Regions from separate parts of the Mus musculus genome. Here region 2 is linked to region 1. Evidence: chromatin contacts called from public promoter capture Hi-C data. All regions are on one chromosome and are shown on one strand. The core of a region is the stretch at or near the end of the contact, and the rest is flanking DNA. Distances in the headings are between cores, read along the strand shown. Region 1 holds the start of Thsd1 (thrombospondin, type I, domain 1). Region 2 has its middle 21 kb from the start of Gm39140.

What was found. Promoter capture Hi-C pulls out the DNA fragments that hold promoters and counts their contacts.
Region 2: a promoter capture Hi-C map of the HPC-7 cell line shows a contact between it and region 1. The contact joins the enhancer-like site here to the promoter of Thsd1 in region 1. A contact is called at or near these places in 4 of 39 promoter capture datasets (the 3T3-L1 cell line, the C10 cell line, the HPC-7 cell line and 1 more), 1 of 15 datasets of contacts at CTCF or cohesin (large pre-B cells), 1 of 115 datasets of contacts at active chromatin or transcription factors (embryonic stem cells) and 2 of 9 other capture datasets (adipose tissue and liver).

Annotation. Positions count from the first base shown.
Region 1 is chr8:22,225,595-22,228,841 of GRCm38.p6, reverse strand. Thsd1 (thrombospondin, type I, domain 1) reads right to left here and starts at 1,539. Exons shown (of 5, transcript NM_019576.2): 1 at 1,413-1,539.
Region 2 is chr8:22,431,869-22,434,870 of GRCm38.p6, reverse strand. No RefSeq gene overlaps it. Among named protein-coding and RNA genes, the nearest start is that of Gm39140, 21 kb to the left of the region's middle. Within about 2 kb of position 1,705, at least 148 of the 459 cell types and tissues checked have an H3K27ac peak or open chromatin away from gene starts, as enhancers often do. A contact at or near this core is called in the HPC-7 cell line and embryonic stem cells, where this site is marked.

The sequences.
Region 1 (3,247 bases), core at 290-2,789:
AGCTAGGAGAACAAAGGAAACTCTGCACTTCCTGAAAACGAAGGGGTGGGGGTTGCAGCTTAACTATGCAGATGATTGGCCTCCCTTCCTTTCCTCAGCGCATCAAAAAAGGAAATTCTGTTTTAGTGGAAGTCGCCTTGGATTTGATCTAATCATTACCTTGAATTTGGATGGGGAACACGACTTTAAGACTTCAGATGAAAGACTCAGAGGAAGCATCCCATGGTGGCCCCAGCATCTGTAGCTCCCCCCAAAATCTGAGGCAGGAGGATGGCTTAAGCCTAGGAGTCTGAGACCAGCCTAGACAACATAATAGGACACCACCTAGCAGCGGCCTCCGGAAAGGTGAACTCAGCTTTCTTGGATGGCTTGCTTCTCGGAGATAATATTCTTCTTAAAACTCTTTCTCATCACTGATTCTGTGATTGCATTTTCTTGCTTATGAAGATGGGTGGTTAAATACAGACCTGTGTGATGATCTGTACTTAGAGCTGGACAGAGATGGAATTATAGAACGCAGTCTACCTGAGCATTAGGGCATGCACTATGATGATGATTATAATAAGCCTCTAAAATGGGAGGGGGCACTACTGATTATTACCTTTTTTCACCACGTCCCCAATTCCCTGAGTAGTTGCTGAGTAAAATGTTTGGTGCTGAGAATCATTTTAAGAAAGTAGGAAAGTGGGAACATTTTCAAGATGTTTGAAATGCTTTGTATAGGGCTTGGGTGGTAGAGGACTTGCCTAGCATGTGAGAGACCCTGGGTTTGAACCTTTGGAGCTAAGAAAAACAGTAAAAGTCCCAGCCGAGAAAGTGGAGAAAAGTGTGTGTGGATATTCTCAATGGCTAACAGAATCACCCCCTCCCCCCCTTAAAGCCAAGCTTTTCAGAAAGCAGCTAAATGATTCATAGCCGACAACAAAGGAAAATTAATTTATATCCACAGGACATCGTTAAAGAATAAAAGGAGGAAAATAAAAGAATAGAAGGAGAAACAAAGTAATTTCACAAGCAAGGCTTCTGTGTATAGATCCAGGAATAATGTCTGTTAGGAGGCAATCTGGATCCCAGAGCTGCGCTTCTGAACAAGCTTTCTCTATCCCAACCATGGGGTGAGCTGTGCGTCCCCCGTGAAGCCCTGCTCTCCTACCAACTCACTTTCCAGAGGTGCTTCAAGTTCCCGGGTGCAAACCCAGTCCAGTGGTAGTCAGCATAAAACTTGTTACTGAGGTCATTGCTTATTGTTAGTATCCCAGAAAGAGACTTTTGGAAAGCCACAAACGTATGTCGCAACGTTGAGTTTCCAAAGGTTCCAATCTGAACTCCTGCCTTTGAGAGTCCCGTCATTCGGCCACGCCTGCGCCAGGTGCCCGCCCTGGTGGTGGGCCACCTGAGCTTCGGATCCTTACCTCGGGTCGGGTCTGTCTGGCACGGCGGAAGTGAGAGGGGAGCCTCAGCGGCCACAGGGTGACTGACCGAGCATCTCCCGTCCCGCAGCTGCACGCCCGCCCGGGTCCAGAGCTCCGGCACGCTCCCAGGCTGCCGGGACCACGCCCCGAGGCGGGCTCTCAGAGGGCGGGGGTCAAGCGCAAGAGGTCCGCCCCGCTCCCACTCCTGGGCAGCGCATCTTCCTTTCCTGCCCGCCCCTAGCTTGCCCTGTGGAGAGGAAACCTGCAGGAAACTCTGGGTCCAGAGGCCCTGCTAGGAGGTGTGGTCGCTGCTAGTGCAGCACGTATTTACACCCACAGTCCACTTCCCGCTGCAAAGACCCAGTGCTTTAAGAGAGAGCCAGCAGCCTTGCACTTAAACCATTCACTTCTCCCCCATGTCATTTTCTTTTGGAGGGTGATCACAAGAAGAGCCAAAAAGTGGTATGGGTAATTTCTAAACTTGCTCCCCCAAATGTCACTGGAGTTTGAAAGGAATATACTTCAGATAAAGCGCATTTTCCTTTCTCTTCCTCTGGAGCAAAACTTGGTTAATTAAACATTTTAAAAATAAACATTTAAAAAAGTCTATTCTACAAGTATTTTCTTTCTGAAAGAACCGGAGGCTACGTTTCACGTGGTTTAACAGCTGCACTTGCCATCCAGCGCTGTGCAGTGAGCTTTCTTTTGCGTGTAACAACCACTTAACAGACAAATTTAGTAATAGAAATCAGCATAGCCTCTAGATGGCCAGCACCCAGCAAGAGGTACCAGGAAACTCTCGAGGAGTGAAGCATGTTAGGACCGAGTTGTGTGGATTTACTGTGCATGTGTCAGACCCATGAGACTGGATGTGGGGCATGTGCCTGTAATCTCAGGAACTGGGGAAACAGGATTTCACATACCTGGTCAGCCTGGACTGTACAAACGAGAGCCTGTTCCTGGAGGCAGACTGTGGGCGAGGCACTACATACAGAGCAGCAGCGGAGCTCTTGCTTAGCAAGTTGGTGAGGGGGAGCCAATGGTTGGCTTGTAAATTTCGCCTCAAGTTTGGAGATTATGCCAGTTGCAGAAAGTTGATCTTAAAAGACAGCGCAGTCACTTAGATGCCATCAAAGGTCAAGTTTTTCTAGGGAGTAATCAACCAAGTGACCAAGGAAGTTCTCACTGCCGTCAATACGATCTGCTCTGTCATTCATCAGCTCAAGGTAGGATCCCTTTCAAATTCGTGCCTGCCATATGAACATCAGATAGTTCCTGGGACTATTGGTTTTGAAAACAAAAAACAAAATGCAATTTAAAAAAATCTCAATGGAAGCGCCTGTGTAGAGTTCAGCGGGTAAAGTCTTATGGTCGCACTTGGTGATTCCAGGTAGCCCTGAGTTGCCCAATCCCAGCTTTCCTCTGCAATAAAAGGAATATAGCAGTTAAAGTTTTGTGGGGAGTCAGTGAAACACAAAAGGCACCTTGCTCTGTATTAACCTTCCCAAGGACACTCTCACCAAAAAAAGGTCACTTTTTGGTTGTGAGACTTAAATCTTACATGCATTTTAAAAATAGCAGCCTTGTCTCCTGAGAGGCTCTGCAGTGCCTGACAAATACAGAGGTGGATGCTCACAACCATCCATTGGACGGAGCACGGGGTCCCCAATGAAGGAGCTAGAGAAAGTACCCAAGGAGCGGAAGGGGTCTGCAACCCTATAGGAAGAACAATATGAACTAACCAGTACCCTCCAGAGTTCTCTGGGACTAAACCACCAACCAAAGAAAACACATGGTTGGGACTCATGGCTCTAGCCGCATATGTAGCAGAGGAT
Region 2 (3,002 bases), core at 456-2,955, 210 kb before region 1:
TGGACATGTTCAGACATGTACCATTGCTCAGACATGGTGAGCATGCAAACAGGCATGCCCAGGCTGTCGTGTGGTGGTGGTCGGACTTGGCAAGTGTGCCAACAGGTGTGCTCAGGCTAGGAGGCAGTAGCACTGGAACATAGCAGGCACGGCAGCAGGTGTGAACCAATGTTCCCAGACAAATAAAGGCATGCCCAGGCTCCTAAGTGTTGGTGCTGGGACAGGTTTGCAGGCAAACAGGCAATACTCCACCAAGTGGCAAATCTGGGACATGGCAGGCATTTAGTAAATGTCTCTGACAAGTCTGCCACATGGCAGCCCTGGGATGTGATAGGCCACCATGTGGCAGCCGCCCAGACCACTAGGTAGCAATGCGGGGGACATGGTATGTGTGTGAACAGGAGAGCTCAGGATGTCACGCAATGGCGTAGAGACACAGAATGTATATACCCTACAGCTGCCTAGAGATGTGGCAGGTGAGAATAGGCATGCCTGGCCACCACTTGGCAGCACTGGCATATGGTAGGTGTGCAAATGCATGTGTCCAAGCCACTCCACAATGGTGCTGGGATATGGTGCAGATGTGTCCTGGCTGCTGGCTGGCAAGGCTAAGACATAGTAGGTGTGCTAGCAGGTATGATCTGGCTAGTGATTTGAGGCTCTGGGACACAATATATGTGCAGACAGGTGAGCATGGGCTCATGTGTTGGCACTGGAACATAGCAGGCATGTGAACGGGCATGTCCAGGCAGTGCTGGAACATGACATACATATGAACTGGCATGCCCAGGCAGTGCTGGAACATGACATACATATGAACTGGCATGCTCAGGCAGTGCTGGAACATAACATACATATGAACTGGCATGCCCAGGCAGTGCTGGAACATAACATACATATGAACTGGCATGCCCAGGCAGTGCTGAAACATGACATACATATGAACTGGCATGCCCAGGCAGTGCTGGAACATGATATACATATGAACTACCATGTCCAAGCAGCCATGTGAAAAGGTGTGCCAAGTCTGCCACATGGAGGTCCTGGAACATGGTAAGCAGGCAAAGAAGTGTGCACAAACCATAACTTGGCAGCCCCGGGACATAGTAGGTGTGTGAATCGGTAGGTATTCTCAGGCAGTCACATGCTGGTACTAGGACACAGAAATCATGCAAACTGGTGTGCCCTGGCAGCTATGTGTCATGGCTGGGACACGGCATGCATACAAGCAGGCACACCCAAGCCACTGCTTGGCAGTGCTTGAACACAGTTGCATGCACACAGGTGAAACCAGCCTGCATTGTGGTGGTGTTGGGATATGGTACATATGTGAACAGGCATGTCCAGGCTGCCATGTAGTGGCCCTGGGACACAGCAAGCATCTGATACCCCTGGGCATTTAACTGTCATGCCCAGGAGATGACATAATGGTGGTGTGACCTGGCAAGTGTGTAAGCAGGCTTGCTGAAGCCACCACATGGTGGCACTAGGGCATGGTAAGCAAATGAATAGATGTGCCCAGGCCACCATGAGGTGGTGCTTGGATAAGGCACGTCTGTTATCATAACCCCACCACCAACGCCCCTCAGTTAACCAAGCTCAGAACAGGCACCAAATGTCCTAGCCACCAAAGGTAGTGCTGGGACACGGTGGATTTGTGAACAAGCAAGCCTACTCTGCCATGTGTAGGTGGTGGAACAGCGCCACCATGTGGCAGCTCTGGGAAATAGCGTGTGTGCGAATAGACATGTCAGAATGCTGGGACACAGAGTTCCTGTAAACACGAGGCTACACTGCCTTAGCAGGGTACGGGTGCAGACAGCCATGCCCAGCCTACCACATTGCACCCCAGGGACAAAAATGGCCTTCAGACTAGTGTGTCCAGGACACCATTTAGTGGCTCTGGGATGTGGCAAGTGTGCAAACAGGTATGCTGGGGCCACCATGTTCCAGAGCTAGGGCAAGGTATGTGTGTTGAAAAGGTGTGCCCAGGTGATCAAGTGGCAGCCCAGTGGCCAAGTGGCCATCCTGGGACACAGCAGGTAGTGTGAGCCTGAAATGGAAAGGCTTCTAATTAAGACAGTTAGTTTTGCCTTTAGCAAGCAGGTTTGCTGTCTAGACAGATATTGGTGGCAGTCCCTGCTCGCAGAAGAGCAGGTGTTACACTCTGCAGAAAAGAGGCAGGGCGAGCAGGTTCACAGAGAGAAGCCGTCAGTAGAGCAGCGTTGGCTCTGATGTCCCAGGCCAGGGACACTTCCTTATCTTTTCTTTTCTTTTCTATTTTCTCCCCCCCCCCCTTTCGCTCTGCCCCGCTTGCCCATAGGTCTTTTATTTGTTTCTCATTAAGGATGGTTGTGAGCCATCATGTGGTTGCTGGGATTTGAACTCATGACCTCCAGAAGAGCAGTTAGTGCTCTTAACTGCTGAACCATCTCACCAGCCCTTCTCGCCTTTTCTTATTCCCGTGTAACCAAATATTTCTCTAGTAAGCTTGCTAATCACAATTAATATGAAAACTTATTGTTTTCCTTTTCTTATTCAACTGTGCCCTGCCTGGTTCTCCCCTTCTGGGGTAAAAAAAAAAAGAATAGCTTATTATTATTTTTTAAATTGGAAATATAGTTTTTCATGCTCTATATTCTGATGGTTTCCCACACCCAAACTCCTCCCAGATTCTCCGTTTCCTCACTGACCAACATCCACAGCCTTTCTTTCGCTCTCTCTTTCCTTCCTTCCTTCCTTCTTTCTTTCTTTCTTTCTTTCTTTCTTTCTTTCTTTCAGCGGAAAACAAATATCTATCTAACTAAATATATATAAATAAAATAAAGCAAAAAAACAGGACCTTTCCTTTGTATTGGTGACTGATCAGGGTGAACAGATGTTTGGTCGCCCCAGGAGGAGTGAGTACAACAGCCTTGGACACCCACTCTATCCTTCAGTTTTTCCATCTGAATCTTCAGTAGTTTAACAGAATAGAGGACTATGATTATGACAGATCTCTG